Regions from separate parts of the Sus scrofa genome. Here all the other regions are linked to region 4. The links are chromatin contacts, called in public Hi-C and promoter capture Hi-C maps. All regions are on one chromosome and are shown on one strand. Each heading gives the region's core, a stretch centred on a gene start, on an enhancer-like site or on the middle of the called end of the contact. The rest is flanking DNA. Distances are from core to core; before and after follow the strand shown.

Region 1 (2,700 bases), core at 105-2,604, 320 kb after region 4:
GTCTGAAGAGCCAGGATTCGCCAAGGCAGGATCAACTGAGAGTGTTGACTCTTGATGCTTTTCAACTCACTTGCTTTTAAGAGCTAAAATATATAACTCCTTGGTAAAAGCTAAGATGGCTATTGGATAAATCATTTAGCTTTCACATTTCTACTTCCAAAATAGAAATGATATGATCTCCGAAGGGCTTTTATTCATGAAATAAATAGCGCTCCATCTGCCTTCCAGGCTGCATAGTTCACTAGCTGCCGTAGATGCATTGAGGGCCAAGAATGGCCACCCCTCCCTGGAAGATGGGCTTGTGGGAAGCAGGCGAGTCCCCGAGGATGATCTGGGTGGGCCTGGGTTTGTGCATGTGCCCTGCTGTAGTCTAGTTTCTTTCTTTCTTTCTTTCTTTTTTTCTTTTTGGGGCCGCACCCTCAGCATAGGGAAGTTCCCAGGCAAGGGGTCAAATCAGAGCTACAGCCTCCAGCCTACACCTCAGCCACAGCAAGGCCAGATCCAAGAAATGTCTATGACCTACACCACAGCTTGCAGCAACTCCAGATCTGTAACCCACTGAACGAGGCCAGGGATCGAACCCTCACCCTCATGGATACTAGGCGGGTTCATTACCGCTGAGCCACAGTAGAAACTCCTGGTCTAATTTCTTAACCTCACTGAGCTCACTGTCTGCTTGTTAAGTGAAGGCCCAACCAGTTCTGCCGTGAGTTACGAGCTTGGATGTCCTGTTTCACTGCTCTTCTGCATTCACATGGGCTGTGATGCTTTGGGCCTCTGCTTACTCCCCGGGCTTTGGTGATGGGGCTTCCTCCCCTACAAGGTGCTGTGCCCCCAGGGCTGGGAAAACTGAGTTGAGGGCAACCCTGTTAGAGGGTAAGTTAAAAACAGCCCAGCTTAGAAAAGTGTGCATGTGGATGGGCCGACTTGCAGACACTCCTCTTGGCCAAGTGGGTGGGTGGGTGGGTGGGTCAGGAGTTAAATGATAGGGAGATGTGGGCTGGTCGGTGACATGGGCTGATCAGCTGAGGGATTTCCTGGCCAGGCTTCTGTCCGCTCCTGTCATTGAGCCAGCAGCAGTGGCTTTGGGAGGCAGAGATCTGGCACGGTGCCTCCTCCCCAGCTTGGAACAGGCAGGACAGCCCCCATTCGTGTCACAGAGAGAAAGTGAAATCAGCTGTGAAATGTGTGGCTGGGGAGCTCTGGGTCCCTTTGGCCTCCGGCAGCAGCGTAAACACTGCAAACTTTTCAGCTGGAGAGAAACAAAGAAACCCGTGGGCGCCCCCTGGTGGAGGGCTCTGCACAGCATCAGATGGTGCGTGGAAAGGTCTGGGCTCGGGCTGCCGGGGATTTTGAAAGGAGCTGAGTAGGAGGAGTCCCAGGACACAGCAAACCTCCCAACCCCTGCCCTGCACCTCGGCCCTCGGTTGAGGCTCAGTGTTGGGGCTCATCCAACATTAATGGGCTCATCCCTGAAGCCAGGACAGGAAGCCAGGCTGGGGCTCCGGGCTGGGAGCCGGCTCCAGGTCTCGCAAGCCCTCTCTAGCTGTGTGGCTCCTCTGAGCCTGCCAGCTAGAAAAGGACACCCTCGCTCTCCTGGCACTTAGGGGTGAGACCAGGGGCCAGAGGCGGTTTGCCTCAAGTCCCAGCTGCGGCTGAACCTTAAAGCCCCCCTTCCCACCACCTCTCTCTTCTGCCTCCTTCCTCCTTGTTTGTCTCTGTTTCATTATGTCCCTTTCTCCCTTTCTTTTCTATTTCTCTACTTTTGTCTCCTTGTCTATCTCTGCCTTTCTCCTGATCTTTTGGTTTCTATTCTTGCTGCCTTGCCTCTGTCCCCTCTCCCTGCCTCTCCCGCTTTCTTTACTTTTTCTGCTTCCCCTCCTCCCTCCCCTCCCCACTCCTGCTCCCTCTCTCTGTCTCTGTCCCTCTCTCAGATGCCCAGCACACACAATCCTGAAGTCACAGTTCAGGTCAAAGACAGGGCCCTCGAACCCAGGTCTCCTGTCTCTCAGACCAGGGTCTTATCCAGGGGCTTTTGACCTGGAAGGGACTCAAGTGGTTCAAAACTCACCCAAAATTAGGTGCAAAATATCATGTCAGGGCCTCTGTGTGCGTGTGCGTGTACATATGTGTTGCATGTGGAGGGGGGGCCCACCACAGCTTCTGGAATGTTTTCAGAAAGACTCATGATCTAAAAACTAAGAGGATCTCCTGTCTCTTCCAACCTGGACCTGGCCATGTGACGGTTCTAGCTGAAGAGGGGCTCCAAGCCTCATTGCTGGCAGCCCCTGGGGTCCTTTAAGAGGTCTGAGCCACCTCCTCAACCTTTGGGCAGGGAGGGGAGACTTGTCTTGAGAAGGGCCAAGAGGGAGCAAGTTTAGGCACCTCTGGAACTTGCCTCAGAGGCCTGCAGAGAGCAGAGGCTTGGGGATAGGGGTTAGCCAGGCGTGCCCCGCCCCTGCCCTGAGGCTAAACCCTAAGGGGGTCCGGTGACCCTCAGCCCAGGGACAGTGAGCCTAATGTCCATGTCACCTGATGATCAACTTCTCTTTTTTCTTTTTTTAGGGCCACACCCATGGCGTATGGAGGTTCCCAGGCTAGGGCTGCAGCTGCCAGCCCACGCCACAGCCCCAGCAACACGGGATCCAAGCCGCATCTGTGACCCATGCTGCACCTTGTGGCAATGTGGGATCCTTGACC
Region 2 (2,700 bases), core at 63-2,562, 440 kb before region 4:
CATGTATACTTTTAATACAGAGAAAGACAAAGAAGAAAGTGAAAATACTCTCCACTTATCCATTTCTCACATGTGGTATACGAATGCTAAATTTCTCAATGTTTTTTGGGGGGAGATATAGATTTGGAGAGCAGAGCAAGTGTTCTCTTGATGTGGGGAGTCAGAATGTGGGTTTCCTGCCTTCAGAATATTCTCGTCCTAATCTCCCTGGATCTGTGACAAGCAGGCATTAACTCACAAGAATATTCCTGGAATCTCTGTTGCTTCTGGGAGCCCCAGTGGGTCTCTAGACTCAGAATCATCCCCATGAATATTTAAGCTCTAAGTGATAACTTCCACCAGATGGTGCTAAGATACAGCTGGGACCAGATGGATTTGGATTCTGCAGCCAATATCTGTAGACTGCATAGATTCAGTGGCATCATTTCATTAACTTCTCCGTAACATTACCCTGCATTTGACTGAATTTTTTAGACTCCAGTCACTGTCTTATGATAGGGATTTTGCTGTGTAGTAGAAGACTAGATCATGTACTATGAAATGAAGAAAGAAATAAAATGAAAGTGAAAGTTTTTCTTCCCCATATCTACCTCCACAATTAATCCCTCTAAAACTGTTTATTGCTTCTTGGATTCCTTCCAGAAAAAAATGATATATATGCCTGAAGTTAAGCATCTACCTATATATTTTCTCTCTTCTGTTTTTGCACATATATATATAATTACATAAAAGGGAGCATACTTGTCTATTTTAAACTGTTTTCATATTAACATGTCTTTGAGATCTTTCCATACCAACAATATACATTCTTTCTCTCATTATTATTCTAATCATAATTTATTTTGATTAATATAAAAATTTCAATAGTTTATTTTGGTTGTTGCTGGGTTTATGCTATTCTTAGAAACAACGCTGTAATAAATATTTTTGATAATAGTTGTTGAGAATATCCATAGGGGAGACTCCATACAGAGGGGTTATTGGGGAAAATTATCAGCATTTTACATTTGATGGATAAGGCTGACTTGCCCTTCAAGAATGTCGCATGCTCATCAATAGTGATTACAATAAAACTTTTAAATTTTTGTCAGTTTTATAACTATTTTATAAGTGACGCATAATGCCTTGGTGTTTAGGTTTGCAGTTTCTTTATTATGAGGGATGCTGCAGGTCTTCGAATTTCACTGTGGAACCTAAGCTTCTCCCGCCCGCCTAGGAGAAACGCTCAGCGGTGCCTTGACTCCTCCCGTCCAGTAGAGGGCGTGGGCCCGGCCCCGGCGGCTTCCGCATGCGCAGTGCCCTCGGTGTCAGACCGCCGAGCCCAGTTGCCGGCTCTCGGCTCTCCGCTGGCTGTAGCAGAGCCGACACCGCTGGTGGCGACCCGCAGCTCCGCACGATCCCTCCTTGGCGGCTGTGGCCCACGCCCAGCGGCATGAGCTGGTGACCAACAGGAGGCAGCCGTGGCCGAGGTAAGTGCGGCCTGGAAGGGCCTGGTGGGCCTTGGGTGCTGGCTTGGGCCTCTCCCGGCCGCGGCGGAGTCGGGCCCCTATCACCGGGGGAGCGCGGACGGCGGGGAGGTCGGAGGGCTACTGGAGGAGACCCTCACCCCCACCGGAGCCACTCACGGTGCTTTCCCGCTTTGGGGGCGCTTTGACTTCTGCCCCGCCCTCTCCTTCACCACCTGGCCCGCCCTGCACTTTGGTTTCCCACCTGCCTCCCTTGCTCACACCTTTCCTTTCTCCCAGAATCCTGTGGCGTCCTTTCCGAAGGGCCCACCCTCTGCCATGACCCCTCTCCGCTGCCTGCTCTTTCCTGCGAGCTGCAGGGATCTGCTTCCTCCCACGGGGATTCTTGAGCTTTGGGCCCTGTGGTGGCCAGTGGCGTCCTGTGCAGGACCTGGCGCTCCCGTGTCAAAGGTGGCCAGTGGTGTCCCGGCCCTGGGCATGTAGTTGAAAGTCAGAAGCATTTGGAGTTTTACTACTGGCTGCAGAAACAGGTATATCTATACAATTTTGAAGTTAAAATTCCTTGGTGTTACTTACTGGGAAGTGCTAATTTAGAAGTGTTCTTATTTGTCTGAAGATAGCTTGAAATAGACATGTGTCAATTTCAGTTCTTCTTTGTCAATGGAGTGCCCTAAGGAGATAAACTGGACTTTGTTTGTAAACTTCAGAGCTCAAAGGCTAGATATGGTGATAAAATATATGACTCAGTTTCTGTCCTTCCTGGCTTCTGCTGACTTGAGCCATGGGGTTGCATATGGCCATGTGAATGGGTAGATTTTGCCTCTCTCAAGTCAGCTGGCTCATTGAGCAATGCGAAAGGTGTATCTAATTCCGGCTTTTAAGGGTAGCAGGGGAGGCAGCTTCACCTGGCGGTTTAGACAGAGCTCCGGCTCCAGAGCTAGGCTGCCATTCTCTATATGCCTTGGCATTTTCTAGTTGTGTGACAGTGGGCAAGTTACTTAGCCGTCCTTGTTACACTTTCCCCATCTGTAAAATGAGAATAATAATAGCTTGTCACATGGCACTGTTAGGAAGATGAAATAAGTTAACTCAAAGTACTTAAAACAGACCTTGGCGTGTAGCAGGGCCAAAGTCATGTGTAGTTATCAGTCCTTTAATTACAAGCATTGTGTTCATTATAGTACAATTCTTGTAAGGGGGCACATGTCTTTATTTTTTATATAAACCATTTTTA
Region 3 (2,700 bases), core at 148-2,647, 270 kb before region 4:
GGAGTCGGCCTTCTCCAGTGGGCTGGGGAGGTCGGCGCTGGCGCGGTCCTGGGGCCCCTTCACCCCAGCTTCCTTCACACTGAGGTAGCTGCTGTCCATCCCCACGGTGTCAGAGTCGGGCGGCAACTCCGGCTCCCCCAGGGAGCTCTCCTTGGCTGCGGGGGGAGGAAACAAGGTCAAACACCGAAGACTGAACCCAGCACGAGAGGAGGAAGGGTCAGGGAGCCACCTGCTGCCTCCCCCTCTTGGGGATGTACTGGACGTGAGGTCAGGAGGCCCGGGTTCTAACCCTGGCTTGCCATGAACAGGCTGTGTGACCATGGATGAGTCCCTTTCCCTCTCTGAGCCTCTGCCATCCATCAATCATCTCAGAATGAGGACGATCCCGTTGTGGCTCCATGGTAACGAGCCCAACTGGTATCCCTGAGGATTCGGGTTCGATCCCTGGCCTCACTCAGTGGGTTAAGGATCTGCCTTGCCGTGAGCTGTGGTGTAGGTCACAGACGCGGCTCGGATCCTGCGTTGCTGTGGCCGTGGCATAGGCTGGCAGCTGCAGCTCTGCTTTGAGCCCTAGCCTGGAAGCTTCCACATGCTTCAGGTGTGGCCCTAAAAAGCAAAAAAAGAAAAAAAAAATCTCCGATCAGGCCTTCTTCAGCTCCAATGTTCTGTGACTCTGGGTCAGCCAATTCGACCTCTGCTCCATTTAATCTCCACCCCACTGGCCCTGGGCTTCTCCCTGCAGAAGGCCTCCCTTTGCTAGAACTTCTCCTCAGGCACTGAGGATGCTGTCTCAGGGCTTCAGGCTCCCAGAGTGGAGCTTTGGCCCCACAGGGTTTGGGGTGAAGAGAGGAGGCCCCTCCTTTCCCGGTCTGGTCCTATGTGGGGTTCAGGGGGGACGATGGAGACTGCCTGAGAATCCAGTGCTGAGGGGGCCCATCCCCTAGCCCTCTGCACCGGTCTCACCTAAGGGTCCGACAGCGTCCTGCCCCTCCAGGTGGGGGCTGCGTGTACTCAGGACGGTGGGCGCCTCCCCCTCCATGCCCAGGACGGTGACAGGGGCCCCAGCAGATTTATATAAAGCTCACGGCCGGGCCCACAGCCATTGCTGTCTAAAAGAACGGGGCTCTGCTGGCTGATGCCCAGACGTTCAGAGCTGGAAGGGCCAATCCACCCATGCAGGTTGAGGGTGGGGAGGCGGCGGCCAGGGTGGGAGGCTGGGACGAGGAGTAGCTTGTTCGTGTCCAAACCACACACTTAGCACCCTGAGCAGACACACTCACTCCAGGGCAGAGGTTAGAGCACAGGCTCTGGGACTGGTACCAGGGTGTGAATGTCACGTGCGTGACTCCCCAGCTGTGTGTTTTGCACGGTTCACTTAACCTCTGTGCCTCAGTTTCCCTCCCTATAAAATGGGGAGGAAGACGTCTCTAGGATCTTGTGGGATTAAAAAGGCTGACATGTGGGCCGCACAGGCTTCTGTCCATACAGCTAGGAACTCCCACTTTTGGTCTGGACTTGTGAGCAGCAGAAGATTCCGACCCTGGAGAAGCCCTCCACATGGGCAGGCCCTCCCCGGGGCACCCAAGAGCAGGAGTGAGCGCGGGTGTGGTGGGAGGGGTGTTGGGCTGGTGTCTGGAGACAGGGGTGTGGGTCCCTCTCTGAGCCAAATTCCATTGACTGTGACGCTTGTAGAGCGAAATAACACCCGTGTTAATAAGACGTGTGCGGAGCAGGTGACAAGACCTTTCACTCGTGAAAGCTCTGACCATGACAACCATTTGTGGCTGGTGTGAGCACCAACCCCTCTGACCCTCGGTCTCTTCTTCTGGGAAAAGAGATCTGAGCAGTGGACATTAAGTGTCAAGACCATGCCTCTAGCCCAGGCCTCCTGACGCTGCCTGGGTTCTGGGGCTGGAGCTTCAGGTTCACTCTCATCCCTGGCTTTCTGTGTAGACTGGGGACTCTCTTTGTGCTGGGGAAGCCGACAAGGCCATTTTGCCTCTGTCCTCCTCACCTCCCACCAAGGCACTGCAGAAAAGCGGGCAGAGGTGAATGCCCAGAGTGGGCCTGGAAGCGGCTTTGGGCGGCCATCCCCGGGGGCCACCGGCAGCGTCGATGCCAGCGGGGTGGGGGGCCAGCCCTCAGGCATCATGTATGACAGCCATGTGAGCCCAGGCGCACGCAGACTACCACGGCTTCGGTGACAGCATTCTGCAAACTGCAGCTGGCAGCCGAGCCAAGAGCTTTCAGCAAAGATATTTATCTTCCTGGCAGACAAATAAGTTTTATGTTTTGAGTTTTTTTTTTTTTTTTTTTTTTTTTTTTTAAGAGAAGAAATCCCACCCAGCCTCACCAAAAATAAACATCTCTGTTATGCAACTTCCTGGAGGCCAGACGAGGGGGGCAGCCCCTGCCCCTTCTGCCCAAGCAGTGCCCCCCAAGCCCCATGCCATGACCTCACGGAACCTCACAGTATCCTCTGGCATTCAGCCTGGGATCAGGACTACCCCACACAGCAACAGGGGCTGTGCCGTGCAGAGGAAACGCTGTGTTATAAGAAGCAAAGGTCAGAGTTCCTGTTGTGGTGCAGCGGAAATGAATCTGACTAGTATCCATGAGGATGCAGGTTCGATCCCTGGCCTCGATCAGGGGGTTAAGGATCCGGTGTTGCCATAAGCTGTGGTGTAGGTCGCAGACACG
Region 4 (2,700 bases), core at 130-2,629:
CTGGTGTCCAGCTTCCTGCCCTACCCCACCCAGGCAAAATCAGCATAATCATACCTTCCCCACAATGGCGTCCTTATGAGACGCCGGTGAGATAATGGGAGCGAAAGAGCTTTGTCAGCTGCACAGGTGAATGGCTCTGGAATAACGCAGAAACCAGAGGCTGATCCCTGGGGTCTGGGAGTGTGGAGGGCCAGGAGGCAGGTGGGGGCACCGCAGCCAAAGACCTTTTGCAGCCCATCCTAATTCTAAGCCCCTTCTTCTCAAGAAGAAAACCAGCTTCTGAGAAGTGGGCCAGGTGCCCCTCCTGCCACCCCTGTCTCAAGCTATGCCTCCTCCCTTACCTCAGGCAGTCTGCTAGCACTGCCCCAACAAGTAGCTGGTCCTGGCCACTGCTCTAGGGGCCAGTCCAGGCAAGCTGGTGCAGCGTCAAGCCTTGCCTACGATTCAAGGCCAGGGGGTGGATCCTGCTTACCTGATCCATGCGAGACTCAGAAGCCATGGCTTCCCTTATCTAAGCATCAGGTTGCTCAGTAAAATAGGTGCAACATTTGGGGATAGAGTTGTGCGAATTCAGTGGCCAGTTCTTTTATTTTTCTAAGCCAGGGCTTGGCATAGAGCAGGCCCCTGGTGAGAGTTCAATCGGTGGTAGCTGTTAGTATTTGGAAAAAGTGCCTAGGTCCAAGCCACCTCCTGATAGAGGCCGGGACTTGGAACGCAAACCGCTCCCGAGCCGTTCCCCGGTTGCACCCGGATACGCCCGCCCTGGAATGCCAGCGTGAAGGCCCGGAGGCCTGCACGCCCAGAGCAAGGTTGCCAGGGCAGGGCAGGATTAGGGAGGCGCTGAAGCGGGGAAGGGGCGTTGCTGGGGCGTGGCCTCAACCTAGGGGGCGGGGGTACACCCAGAGAAGAGGGATTCGGCGGTGGGGGTGGTGGAGGGAGGGTCTAGGGAGGGACGGGAAGGATGAGGCAGGCCTAGGAGGGGCGGGACCGTTAGGTCCCGCTGCGAGCGGGGCTTCTCACCTAGCAGGGGTGGAGCGCCGAGCCGGCCAGACAGGCCTTTATCGAGGCAGAGCCGGAGGAACACAGAGGACCCGGCCCAGGAGGCAGGCCCAGGGGTCGGCCCCCTCCCCAGAGTGACCTGGGGCGGGGCAGACCGGGATCGATTTGGGGGCCGTAGTGGGGCGGGGCAAGGAGTGTAGCTCCGCCCCCGCCCCCTCCGGCGGGACACGGGGCGGGGCTGGCGGGTTAGAGCGGAGAGACCATAGCGGGCGGGGCCTGATCCGGCCGGGTGCCAGGCCACATTCCTGCAGGGTGTGGGGGCGGGGCTGGCGGTCCCCACGTCCAGAGGCCGAGGGGGCGTGTCGAAGGGGCGTGGTCACTTCAGGGGCGGGGCTGGCCGAGGCCGTTGAGTTCCCAGACGACCGCCGGGAGGGGGACGACCAAGAGACCGAACCCAGGGCTGCGCGGTCAGACGCTAACCAGGGCGCGAGCGGGAGACGCCGGGCTTGCAGCGCCGAGCAAAAAGCAGAGCCAGCAGGTGAGAAACTGAGGGGGGGGAGGCCTGTCGGCAACAGCGAGCAAAGTTAGTTTTCGCCCCAACTTCCAGAGGCCGCTCGGGCAGCTTTCTCGGAGCAAGTGACAGGTTGGGCCCCGAAGGCAGCTGGTGGGTGAGAAGGAGCTTAAGTTCCCGGGTCCTGACCCCCAGTTTTCTGGCTCCGCCGTGCACCAGCTGTGTGACCCCGGGCGCGTCCCCCCACCTAGCTCTGGACCTCTCGGGTTCCAGTAAAAGGAGGGGATTGAACCAGGTGAACCTTTCTCACTGAAACTCCGGAAGGTGAGGCTGGCAGATGAGAGCGGACACAACAGGTCTTCAGATCGCGCCGCCCAGACTAGAGTTTGTCTCCTTGCAGAGTGACACGGAGCAAAGCAAACTCACTGCAAGAGTGAAGCGAATTGCTTTAAAGGTCACACTAGTTCCTCGGATGGGACTTGAAACCCACGGGTCTGGGGAAGTGGGGGCAGAGGGGGGCGGCTGAATTCAAAGAGATATCAGCCTCCCCTCCCCCCCCAACTCTGAGAGCCCACTAAGACTTGAGGTGGGAAACTCAGCGGGTGTTTGGCCCTTCCCAGGGCTTTTCCAGGTGAGCTGGCTTGGGAGGCCCCCGGCAGAAACTAGGGGACAAATTCTTATCTGGGTGAGTGGGGAAGACAAGGGAAAACCCCACCTAACTTTGGGCCCAGAGTCAAGCCCAGAAGCCATGTCTCTTGCTACTTGCCCTGGGTCCCTTCCTTGGGCTGGTGGTTTCTGTCCCTGGTGGTGGCAGGTGCTCTGTGCCAGGGTCCTAGGAGCTGGGCAGCCTAGTTCAGTGGTCAAGGACGGGCCCTTTGGATTCCACTCCCCTTTTAAGCTTCGGTTTTCTCATCTGTAATGTGGGGGTAGTGATGATACTCAATGGTAGTAGTGAGGACTTAATAGAATAATACATGTAGGAGCTCCCATCGTGGCACAGTGGTTAACGAATGTGACTAGGAACCATAAGGTTGCAGGTTCGATCCCTGGCCTTGCTCAGTGGGTTAAGGATCCGGCTTTGCCATGAGCTGTGGTGTAGGTCGCAGACGTGGCTCAGATCCCGTGTTGCTGTGGCTCTGGTGTAGGCCAGCTGCTGCAGCTCCAGTTGGACCCCTAGCCTGGGAGCCTCC

Evidence for each region. Promoter capture Hi-C pulls out the DNA fragments that hold promoters and counts their contacts. A called contact is a pair of places that touch in the nucleus more often than the background predicts.
Region 1: a contact with region 4 is called in a Hi-C map of retroperitoneal adipose tissue, with 2.7 times the contacts expected there. The contact joins the enhancer-like site here to the promoter of CD82 in region 4. A contact is called at or near these places in 4 of 5 promoter capture datasets (fetal liver, fetal skeletal muscle, liver and 1 more), 19 of 47 Hi-C or Micro-C datasets (alveolar macrophages, brain, embryonic fibroblasts and 12 more) and 1 of 2 datasets of contacts at active chromatin or transcription factors (skeletal muscle).
Region 2: a promoter capture Hi-C map of fetal skeletal muscle shows a contact between it and region 4, with 6 times the contacts expected there. The contact joins the promoter of EXT2 here to the promoter of CD82 in region 4. A contact is called at or near these places in 1 of 5 promoter capture datasets (fetal skeletal muscle), 5 of 47 Hi-C or Micro-C datasets (embryonic fibroblasts, mesenteric adipose tissue, omental adipose tissue and 2 more) and 2 of 2 datasets of contacts at active chromatin or transcription factors (alveolar macrophages and skeletal muscle).
Region 3: a contact with region 4 is called in a promoter capture Hi-C map of liver, with 4 times the contacts expected there. The contact joins the promoter of ALX4 here to the promoter of CD82 in region 4. A contact is called at or near these places in 3 of 5 promoter capture datasets (fetal skeletal muscle and liver) and 13 of 47 Hi-C or Micro-C datasets (alveolar macrophages, embryonic fibroblasts, heart right ventricle and 7 more).

Annotation. Positions count from the first base shown.
Region 1 is chr2:17,486,210-17,488,909 of Sscrofa11.1, reverse strand. The region is part of intron 6 of TSPAN18 (tetraspanin-18); the gene reads left to right. Among named protein-coding and RNA genes, the nearest start is that of TP53I11, 39 kb to the right of the region's middle. Within about 2 kb of position 1,354, at least 18 of the 83 cell types and tissues checked have an H3K27ac peak or open chromatin away from gene starts, as enhancers often do. A contact at or near this core is called in epiblast stem cells and retroperitoneal adipose tissue, where this site is marked.
Region 2 is chr2:18,237,841-18,240,540 of Sscrofa11.1, reverse strand. It overlaps EXT2 (exostosin-2), which reads left to right and starts at 1,312. Exons shown (of 18, transcript XM_021083158.1): 1 at 1,312-1,469. ACCS (1-aminocyclopropane-1-carboxylate synthase-like protein 1) reads left to right here. Exons shown (of 15, transcript XM_021083160.1): 15 at 1,217-1,294. The coding sequence ends at 1,257.
Region 3 is chr2:18,069,423-18,072,122 of Sscrofa11.1, reverse strand. It overlaps ALX4 (homeobox protein aristaless-like 4), which reads right to left and starts at 1,397. Exons shown (of 4, transcript XM_021083157.1): 1 at 964-1,397; 2 at 1-155. The coding sequence starts at 1,039.
Region 4 is chr2:17,801,851-17,804,550 of Sscrofa11.1, reverse strand. It overlaps CD82 (CD82 molecule), which reads left to right and starts at 1,379. Exons shown (of 9, transcript NM_001145218.2): 1 at 1,379-1,537. LOC102166930 (a long non-coding RNA gene) reads right to left here and starts at 867. Exons shown (of 2, transcript XR_002341490.1): 1 at 473-867.